Regions from separate parts of the Scylla paramamosain genome. Here region 1 is linked to region 2. A link is a contact called in public Hi-C data. All regions are on one chromosome and are shown on one strand. The core of a region is the stretch at or near the end of the contact, and the rest is flanking DNA. Distances in the headings are between cores, read along the strand shown.

Region 1 (5,327 bases), core at 2,091-4,590, 150 kb after region 2:
TTTTCTCATTCACCTTACAAGTCTAAGGTCTGGTCACTCTCGCTTCGTGGAATCAGTGGCATGTGTACTTTTCAAAGACGCAGTTAGCTGAGGTGTGCAGATAAGCATTTACCTGGAAAACACAAGCTATAAATGTCATGCAGGCCTGGCTCTCTCTCTCTCTCTCTCTCTCTCTCTCTCTCTCTCTCTCTCTCTCTCTCTCTCTCTCTCTGTGTGTGTGTGTGTGTGTGTGTGTGTGTGTGTGTGTGTGTACTTTTCGCTTTTTTATCGTTTTCTTTCATTCTCTCTCTCTCTCTCTCTCTCTCTCTCTCTCTCTCTCTCTCTCTCTCTCTCTCTCTCTCTCTCTCTCTCTCTCTCTCTCTCTCTCTCTCTCTCTCTCTCTCAGCAAACAAGAGTAATCCAAATAATGACCCTATCCATTTAGTCTGCCAGCAAAATAGGAACAACGTATGAGAGAGAGAGGGAGAGGGAGAAGGAGAGAGGGAGAGGGAGAGAGGGGGGTTGTTGGTGAGGGTTTCAAGGCCCACATAGCCTAGCCAAAGAGCGAGAGCCTAGATGGAGGTCAGGGAGGCGAGAGAAGCGTGGGGAGGCATGTGTTTTTCCTCTCCTGCTATTAGTACTGATTCTCTCTCTCTCTCTCTCTCTCTCTCTCTCTCTCTCTCTCTCTCTCTCTCTCTCTCTCTCTCTCTCTCTCTCTCTGTGTGTGTGTGTGTGTGTGTGTGTGTGTGTGTGTGTGTGAGAAGTCAGGGCGTCCGTCACTCGATGAAGCACCACAAGGCCAGAACAGAAAGAAGGACAAGACCTGAGCTGTTGATTCTAATCAGGTGCTGAGGTCCTGCCAATAAAACACTGTAACCCACTTCAAATAGTGTAGAGAATGCCAGAGGGAAGGGACCTGCTGGTACTAGTAGTCAGTTAGTTGGATTGTTAATTGCTTACTTCTATCAGCTCCCAAAGTAGGCTACGTTTCTCAGTGGCACCAATTTGTTTCCCCATCTGGCTCAATCTTAGACTTCCTCCTCTCAGTCTTCCAATGTTCGGTAGAGCGCGCCTTCCGAGGGCTTCTTTAACTGTTTCTTTCCATCTCTCCGTTTTCCTCTTGGTCTTCCCCCATGGCATCCACTCCCAGCATCTTCTTGCATCTTTTTTCTACTCTCATTCTTTCCAAATACCCATACCACCTTAATTAATTAGTGGAGAAAATACAGGCTAGTTAATATGGCTAACAAGGAATTATGTGTGTATACAGTGAAGAGGGAGAGACAGGAGCACGCGGAAGTTTAGAAAGGTTGGTTAGGGAAAAAGTGTTGTTACTCCAGCAAAGTAAGGCTAGGCTATTGGAGGAAGTAAGAGAAATTACGTATTTAACCATGAAAGGAGAGAGACAGAAAGAACACGCAGATAAACACGCAGAGAACAGACAAATGTTTAGAAAGACTGGTTAAGAAAACGGTGCTTTAAGTTAGGGAGAATAAGGCTTTAGCTAGTGAAAGAAATATAGGGATCGCGTGTGTAACTGTAACAGGCGAAGGAAGATAAGAAAGAACAGGCTGAAAAACAGAAAGATGTTTTAAAAGGAGTTATTAGTTAGGCAAGGTAAAGAATAACTAGCTGAGAAAATACAGAAATTGCATATCTAACCGTGAAGGGCGAGGCGAGGAGACGAGAAAACACAGATCAATACGCAGATGTTTAGAAAGGCCGATGTTTAGAAATATTATATTACAGAATACATGTTCTTAGGCTAAGTGAGGATTGTAATTGCGTGTTTAGACCGTGAAGGGCGAAAGAGACGAGACGAGAGAACACGCATATCAACACGATAATGTTTAGAAAGATTGTTATAAAAAAAAAAAAAAAACGTGCTGTTAGGATGTGAGGATTGATACTGCGTGTTTATACCGTGAAGGGCGAGGGAAGAGACGAGAGAACACGCAGATCAACGCGCAAACATTTAGAAAGTCCGGTGACGTCTGCGCGAGCTGCGTCATGCACTGCTGAGAGGCTGAAACGTAAGAGTTCTGAGAGGTGTGACGTGCAATGAAGGGGTGTGCGTGTGGCGAGCCTGGGGAAGGTGCTCACGGGAGGGGCTTGTGGGGAAGGAATAGAAAGTTGTACACTCATCGCCGCCTGGATGTCAAGGGAAGTCAGGCGGCGATGGAGTTAATGCACCGATAGACAAACACGCAGACAGACAGACAGATGGGTAGTTTTAGGTTAGAGTTGCGAGGTTTGGTGAGGGGAAAAAGCGGGTAGTCTGAGGTTAGATTAGAGAAAGGATGCAGTGAGAAATGTGAATGCACTGATTACTGTAGTGGTGGAAAATCCTGAGGAGAGAATAAGTTAGGCACGACGAGACAGAAGGAGGGAACAGGGAAGCATGAGAGAGAGAGAGAGAGAGAGAGAGAGAGAGAGAGAGAGAGAGAGAGAGAGAGAGAGAGAGAGAGAGAGAGAGAGAGAGAGAGAGAGAGAATGGGGGAGATGTGGTTACACTTAATTTTCAAGAAGTGAGCAGGAAAAGCAAGCACAGTAAAACATTATGGCGGTGTAAATTCCTTAAAGAGAACTCGACTTAAAGCACAGAGAGACAGGAGAGAACAAGGCATGGCAGGGAGAGAAAACACCAGAATATGATACTGCACTAATTTTAAACAAGCGCGTAAGCAAAACAAGTACACTGAACATAATGGCGGTAGAAAACAAAAATAAGTACACGAGAGAGAAGGAAGGAAAAAGAAAAGTATACCAAGGAGAGAAAACAATATGATACCATACTAATTTTAGAGCAGTGAGCAAGCCATACAACCATACAACATACAAGCCATACAACCACACTGAACACTACGGTGGTAGAAAATCTTTAAGAGAGATTAACATAAGCACGGAGAGAGACAGGAGGAGGGAAAGGAGGCAGGAGGAAGCATGGCAAGGAAAGAGAATCCCAGAATATGACACCTGACAAATTTTAAACAAGGGTGTAATCAAAACAAGGACACTAAATATTATTGTTGTAAGAGATAACACACAGGAATGGACCAGGAAAGTATAACAAGAACAGAAAACCCTAGAATGTGATACAAAACATTCCCAACAAGCAAGAGAAACACTGACACTACGGCGGTAAGAATTAGGACATCACGGGGGGGAACAGAATATAAGAGAGAGAGAAATCCCCAGACTGTGATGCTAGACACATTACCAACAAGCAGGCAAGCAAACCTAATAAACACTATAGTAATTAAAGACAAGACACAGGGAAGTCTAGTTAAGTCAGAAAACCCTAGATGACACCCTACTCAAGCAGGCAGGCAAGCAACCAAAACAAGCACACAGAATCTAGGACCACTCAAATGCTGTGGTGGTAGGAAAACCTTGGGCTAGCTGGCTCATAGGCTGGTCTGGGTAGTGGTGAAGGGCTTGTGGTAGGCGGTGGGGATCGGCCTCCACCAGCACGGAGAGAGAGGAAGGCGAGAGCGACCACAGGGAGAGGAGAGAGGCGAGGCGGAGCCAGCAGGGGGGAGACCGCACGTGGCGTCTAGTGTCCGCAAGAAGCCACGGCTCCGTCCGCCCCGCGCCGTCCGAGCTTTGGCCTTACACGTGGCAGATTTTGTCATAACATTCCCCTTCTCCCGCTCTCACCTCTCTCCCCAGTGTCTCCTCCCCGTCCGCGCCTCAAACTTCCTGCCGCACCACATGACCTGGAATAAACTCCCCTCTCCCCCCCCTCAAAAAAAAAAAAAACAGTGCTGTTTTCTTTTTTTTTTTTATCTTTTTAACAATCTCCCCTCCTCCTCCTCCTCCTGTTCCTCCTCCCCTCCTCCTCCTCCTCCTCCTCCTCCTTCTCTTCCTCCTCCTCTGTCACCATCCTGCTGTTCCAGTCTGTATGTGTGTGTGTGTGTGTGTGTGTGTGTGTGTGTGTGTTAAGGGGATGGAGAGGGAAATGGTGTGAATGTGCCTGGTGGGGTGATTGTTACTGCTGCTGCTGCTGTTGTTGTTGTTAATGGTGGTGGTGGTGGTCATAGTAGTAGTAGCGGTGGTGTCAACATGGCTACAACTGCAGCTACTATTACAAAGACTGATAAAACGACTCTGAGGGTTTTTTTTTACGTAAGAAAAGAGTTATATAACAGATTACCTAACCCATATCATTCTCTCTCTCTCTCTCTCTCTCTCTCTCTCTCTCTCTCTCTCTCTCTCTCTCTCTCTCTCTCTCTCTCTCTCTCTCTCTCTTAACTAAACACATCACAAGCAACCTCACAACAGACATAATCAACAACTGCCATTAACTCTTCCTTTGTATTCTCTAGTGTGCCACTTCACAACACACGCTAACATTACACTCTTTGTATTCCCTAGTAACCGCTATATCCTTCCCCAGTCTTTCATACCCCGTCAGATAGTTTAGACACTCCAACTTTCCTTGGTGTGACGTTTGCGCCTCTTCTTGAAACCTTCCCGGAATTTCAGAGGTACAGTTGATTCTCGCATGTGAACACTTCGGGGAACCTCAAGGCCAGATAGAGTCTTTCACTGACCTTAGCTAAGCGAGCCGGCCAAGTTCGTGGAAGTGTTCAGGGGGTGGTGGGGGGTTGTGAAATGTGTGAATGAGTAAGTGATGGTAGTGATGGTGTTGTCTTGGTGTCTTTTCTTGTGAAGGACTGGGAAAAGAGAGGTGATATAAGAGGAGGTAGGAAGGAGAGAATAGGAAATGGAAAAAGGAGGGAAGTGAGGTGGAGGAGAAAACAAGGGAGATGAAGCAAAAGAGTAGGTAGGGAGAAGAGAATAAGAGAAATGAAAGAGGGAGGAAGGAAGTAAGGTGGAGAAAAGGGGGCATGGGAAAAGGAGAGGAAAAAGGTAGAAGAGAACATATATAATAGAAGAGGGAAGGAACAGAAAGGGGAGGTATAGAAAACGATTGCTGGGAAAACTTAGATGCAAAAGAGAAAAGGGAGAGGAAAAGGGAATAAGGACATACGATAAGGAAGGGAGTGGAAAAGATAGAGACGGAAGATGGTTGGAAGGAAAATTGATAGACGCAAGGAGGAAAAATAAAGAAGGGAGAAGAGAACAGAGGTAAGTGGGAGAGAGAAGAAGGGAAAAGATAATATTTTATGTATTTGTTCTTTTAAGAGGAGCTCTGTCCAGAGAGAGAGAGAGAGAGAGAGAGAGAGAGAGAGAGAGAGAGAGAGAGAGAGAGAGAGAGAGAGAGAGAGAAGCCCACTGAAGGTGCCAGGTCGTAAAAAATAGTCGAGGAATATCAAAGATTATGATGAGAAATGGACGGGAAAAAAGAAAATAAATGACAGAAGAAGGAAAAGCTAAGGATG
Region 2 (6,000 bases), core at 52-2,551:
AGCGAACATACAGCAAGAAACTAAAGGGAATATACATATACACCCAACGCTGACTGGCTGGATGATGTCACTTCTGGGCCGCGCGAGAACCTGAATTAGGGATGTTACGAAACCTGAGACGAACTTGTCCTTACTAAATTTACCCGAGTGCTGCTTGGAACGTGAATGAAGCAAGCAGTTTTGGTACGAACGAGTGTTAACTACCAAGTGACAAGAAACGTTTGCATATTCATTGAGTTTCTTCATGACTTATCTCTCTCTCTCTCTCAACCTAAAGCAATCACAAGCAAAGGCATTTATAATTCTCGTGTGTTTGTATGCTTGCCAGGCTATTTAGAAATGTGGGTCAGACGTTTGTGTGCGTGCGAGCCCTCTCAGACATTCTCATTTTTTTTTTCTTACTGCTGAGAGAGAGAGAGAGAGAGAGAGAGAGAGAGAGAGAGAGAGAGAGAGAGAGAGAGAGAGAGAGAGAGAGAGAGAGAGAGAGAATCCCAAAGTTCTTAATCCCAACACTTCCGCCTCTGCCTCGTCCTCTTGAACCTTTGTGCTCCCTGAAGACTAAGACTTTCACACTTACTGCTTGCTTGCTTGCTCTCTCTCTCTCTCTCACACACACACACACACACACACACACACACGTACGGATTTTATTGTGTAAGTTAATTCCCCGTATTCTTGTAGTAATTCATGCTTTACTTCTCCATTTAATATTAAGTTGTGTGTGTGTGTGTGTGTGTGTGTGTGTGTGTGTGTGTAGACGTTTGTTGTAGAAGAGGAAGCCACTCACTCGCACACCACCAAAACTAACGCATCATCACAAGTCTCAAAGTTCTACACTAAACACTTCGATGGTAAGTCAATAAGTCACAATACTCACCAATAACGATCAAATAGAGAAGTGGTGAGGTGTGTCCAGTCACCAGAGAGTGGCAAGGGTTAGCGGTAGCACAGACTCTTCTTCACTGGGACACACAATACACCATGTTCACTCAAGCACGGCGAAGCTCAGACTGTCTGTCTCTCACTGTTCACTAGCGAGGTAGTCTCCTAGTCCAAAGGGCAAATGCTCACTGAAGAAGTGCACAGGCGATACTACTGCGGCTCTCACTCGGGACACACATATATGCCCCGCCTTCACACAAGCGCAGAAGATTCTGACTGCCCTCACCTTGGCCCGCACTGGCACCCCGCGTCTGACACTTTCGTACTGCATCATGTACCTTCCCCCCCTCCTCATGTCCTGAGGTCCGGAGGGGGAAATGGGGGGAACCTGCGGGGGGTTGCACACGCACCTATTTTATTGTCCTCTGCGTGGGTAGGGATGGTATGGGGTTAGTGAGTATAATTCTGTATTGATCGTGCGTTGGCAGCGCGGCGAGGAGGTAACTGAGGACTCGTGGCTCGGCCGGCGCGGGGCGGACGGAGCCTTGCTCGTGTAAGCTAACTGGGTGCATTGGTGCAATACATTTATTTTTTTCAGACGCAGGCCATTCCGTGCTCCTGAATGGCACTTGAACACTTGGGTCACACACACCTGCCCTCTTTGTCATTCCCTTCCACCTTTGGAGTTATCGGTACCGGGTAAATCATACTTCACTTTTTACTGACCGGGAGATTTGGCAACGTCGCCACGAGTACACCCACACAAGTATATTTTTGTGACGTATCGGCAGGGCAGGTGTAAACCGCGAGCTGATGGGCTGCCCCGTGCGCCGTAATCCCCCAAGTGTGCAAGAACAGTACTGCTGCATGAACACACACACACACACACACACACACATACACACACCTCTGATCATTAAGTGCATGACAGGAAGAGAAGAGGAAGAATACACCGTACTGAGACACACACACACACCTAATGATTAAATACACGAAAGAGAGAGAGAGAGAGAGAGAGAGAGAGAAAACTATTTTTTCATTATTTTCGCATCAAGTATATATGCCATGCTTTGTGTGCTGCATGAAGACAGTTCCCTCGCCAAAACAAGAGGGGGTAGTAGTGGCGGTGATGGTGGTGGTGGAGTGGGAGTGGGCCATCATCTGAATGAATAGAGGCTGGGGTGGCGGGGACGTGTGGGCGAGGCATTGTTGTGAGGCGGAGGGGAGGGACAAGAGGTAGAGAGGGGAAGGGAACCCACCGCAGGAGTGAATTGGCGAGGCGTGCTAAGTGACGAGTGGCAACAGCAGAGCCTGGAACCTGAAAAGAGAGTGTGGAGTTTGGAGAATTTATACCGCCTTGTCAAATGTTATGTAACTGTCTCTTGGTCTCTCCTCGCTCACAGGACAGGAGGGACACAGTGCCAGTCTCTCATGCCTCGCTACAACTTACCTAGCAACTATTTACTTCTTTCTCTTCCACAGTACGCATTTAGTCAACTACTTGTTGCCTCCCGTTCTCTTTCCAAGTGTTGTGTAGCTCTTGATCCCTCGCTTAGATGATGATACAAACGCCTCAGTCCCTACATGTACCTCGCAACACTTAACTGAGTAACGTATTTATTCTACATGTCTCTCTAACAAGCTACTACTGCTTTTACCTTCCCTTGCTAAATGTTATATTGTCTCTTGCTCCCTCGCTTAGATGATGTCAACACCAGCCTCACTCTCGCATGCCTCACAACATCTGGCCAACTGCTTCTTATACATGTATCTCTATTGCACCATGCACTTATAAACTAATACTGCGTTGCCTTTCTGTGCTAAATGTTATATAATTGTCCCTTGTTCCCTCGCTTAGATGATGATAGGGTCAGCACCAGTCTCTCTCTCTCTCACACACGTCTCACTTCAATTTACATCGCAAATGTTTACTTCTTTGTCTCTCACAGCACGCACTTATGAATTATCAGTGTGGTACTAATAATGTGTTGCCTTCAATATGTCATGTGAATTATGCCTCACCTTTTGTCCCCTCGCCTCTCACACACGTGTCTCTCTAACAAACTTCACTTTTTACATCTCTTTTTTTGTAGCATGCACTTGTGAACCATCAGTGAGTTACCTTCTTTCTTTTTCTTTCTCCTTCACTGTGGATGCTTCAGGATAATGAGAGCTCAGTCTTCCTCCAACAACAATGATTTTTTTTATTTATTTTTTTTTTTATCATTGTTCCTCCTCGTTCTTCGCTGTATATATGTTTTATATTCCTTTCACAATCTCCTTTCACAATCTCCTTTATCCTTTCTTACTTTATTTATTTATTTATTTTTTTGTCATTCTCTTTTCTATTCTTTCACGATTTCTTTCACCCTTCTTTCATTCTTTTGCGACTTTTCATCGTAATATTTCTCTTCTTTATCATCTTTCTCTTCTTTGTCGTTTCTTTTTTAGTTTTCTTCGTTTTCTTCGTTCCATCTTACATGACTAATATTACCTTTCTTACTATCTTGTTTCACGATTTAATACGTCTTTCCTATCCACAATCTTTATCATCTTTCAGTGTTCTTTGTTTCTTTTTATTCTTCTTTCCTCTTGCGTGACGAGTATTATCCTTTTTTTCTTATTATCATCCTCTTTCCTGCTTTCATTGCTTCTTTCCCTTTCACGACTTCTATCATCCCTTTCTTCTGTCCCCTCAAGGCTTTATTATTTTTCTTCATCTTTTGTTATGTTTATTCTCTATCTGTCCTCTCTGTCTGTTTTCTTTGATGATGCTTCTTGTTCCTTCTTTTTTTTTTCGTTTTAATGTTTTTTTTTTTTTTTAATCTTTCGTGTCCTCTTCAAGTTTACGATTTTTCTGTTCGTCTTTCTTTCCTTCCTCTTAAGCGTCTTTTATAATCTTGCTTCGCTCATTGATGGCTCTTCTAAGCATTTTCTTTTTTTCAACTCATCTTTTTCTTCCCCTTTTCCATTTTTTTTCCTTGTTTCGTTTTCTCATTTGATTTTTTTTTTATGTGGCTTCTTTGGTGATTTTTTTTTTCTTATTCTTTCTTCTCTTCTTTTCCATAACATTCATATTTTTTTTTCTATCTGTTCTCTTTTATAACGCTTGTTTCTTCTTTCACAACATTTACCATTTCCTTTTCCATGATTCTTTTCTTCCCTTTTTTTCCTCTTCGTTCATTCCCCATAACATAGATCGGCTTTCCTTCAATCAGCGCTCTTTCACGGCCCCTTTTTCATCTTTTCTCTCCTCTTCCACCATTTCTCTTATCCTTCCTTCTCACTCCTCTTATTCATGACACTTATAAATCTGTCTTTCCATCTCTCCTCTTTCGCACCTCCTACATAATGCAGTGCTGAGTAATGCGCAGACTCAGCATCCCTCACACGTGTCACGCTATACACATGAAATACGAGAAGATTCTGTGTGTTCATCCCTCTCATCACGCCGCCCTGGACATAAGATACACAGAGTTACAGACCCTGAGTGATGCTGTCGTCTCTCTCTTTCTCTCTCTCTCTCTCTCATTTTTCTCTACTGTGGATGCTTCAAGATAGGAATAATACAGTTTCCTTTTACATACAATTACGAAAATACGAGTATAATATTGAGAGAAAACAGTAGAGGAAACAGATGTAGAGAGTTAAGAACGTGAGAACATGAGGATGAGAGAAAGTAGATTTTTTACAGCTCCTAGGATGTAATATTGAAGGAAAACAGTAGTGGAACTAAATGTAGAGAGTTAATAACGTAAGAACATGAGGGAAGCTGTAAGAAATTATCGGTGTATCACGTGGCAATCCCTGTATAAAACATGTCTACCTCTCTCCTGCTTGGTCTCCTTATGCAAACAGACGGCTAGTAAATTCTTAGCAGTGAGGACTTGATATTGGGGGAGACAGTAAATACAGTGGAAGTTTAGAAAGTCAGGAGCATAAGAATATAAGGGAACTTGTAAGAAGCCATCAGGCCTTCACGTGGCAGTGCCTGCATAATCTTATCGTCTCTCTTCATAAATTTATCTGATCTTTTTTTTAAACCTTCCTACTAACTAATAAACTGATTACTGAGCCTATCCCAGTCATCCATCTCTCGAAATTATTTTAATCTAACCTGATTAGCAATCCTAAGGATCATGTCAACACTACTCTTGTTTTATAAACCATATTCTGAAACACTTCCGTGCCGCATCTCCACTATATTCAAGAGACTCTAATTGAAGTTACACGAGTTTTCAAGGCTGCTTCCATGCTTCTAGTAACAGATTAACAAAATTCCTACATTATTGCCGGGAGAAACTCTCGTAAGGACTCGGCTAATCATCTCTGTGGCCTGTGAAAATAGTCTTGGTGAAAGAGCAGAGCGTTTCAGAATACAATCCGAAAACCAGACTCTAGTTGAAGTTACACGGGTTTTTAAGGGCGGTTTTATGGATCTAGTGACATCGTAACAAAATTTCCATATTGTTAACAGGAGAAACAGTCTTGAGAACCTAGCTATTCGTCTCTGTGACCTCTGGAAATAGTGGTGGTAAGAAAGCAAAGCGTTTCAGAATATGAGTTCAAAAACCCAAGTTCCATGATCCCTCCTTACAAAACCTGGGAACTGGCGGACTCTCAGCTGATCAGACTGGAGGCATTTCGAAAAGCACTCAAGACAATGGAGGTGACTGCAAAAGGTTAGTGGACTCCTGACCTCGCCTCAGCAGCACGTGGCAGGAGGGAGGGAGCCTAGCGATGCGATCTGGGTACGGGCAGCGGCGCCACAACGGCAGCAACGAGCGCACTAAAGGCGAGGCGCTGGGAATAAGCGGGAAACATGATGCAACAGTAGTAAAGAGATGAGGCGAGGGACGTTCCTGTTGTCTCTCACGAATAGATGGAAGTTTTTCAAGGTTATGTACAGGTTTTCAGGCACTTTTTTTTTTTTTTTCTTATGCGTGTGTTTCAGTCTCTTAATTACTTCATTATTGTTTTGTATTATAGAAAAGACAAAATTAACCTCTCATTAATAAAAAGAAGTTTCTCATCGTTTTCTGCAGGTTTTCAGGCATCTTTCCTTTGTGTGTGTGTGTGTGTGTGTGTGTGTGTGTGTGTGTGTGTGTGTGTGTGTGT

Evidence for each region. Hi-C and Micro-C count contacts between places; a contact is called where the count stands out from the background.
Region 1: a Hi-C map of testis shows a contact between it and region 2, with 9 times the contacts expected there. The contact joins the enhancer-like site here to the promoter of LOC135113347 in region 2. A contact is called at or near these places in 2 of 2 Hi-C or Micro-C datasets (muscle and testis).

What each region holds. Positions count from the first base shown.
Region 1 is chr25:21,372,296-21,377,622 of ASM3559412v1, forward strand. No RefSeq gene overlaps it. Among protein-coding and RNA genes, the nearest start is that of LOC135113350, 17 kb to the right of the region's middle. Within about 2 kb of position 3,341, the one cell type or tissue checked has an H3K27ac peak away from gene starts, as active enhancers do.
Region 2 is chr25:21,219,603-21,225,602 of ASM3559412v1, forward strand. It overlaps LOC135113347 (zinc finger protein 358-like), which reads right to left and starts at 1,302. Exons shown (of 4, transcript XM_064028594.1): 1 at 878-1,302.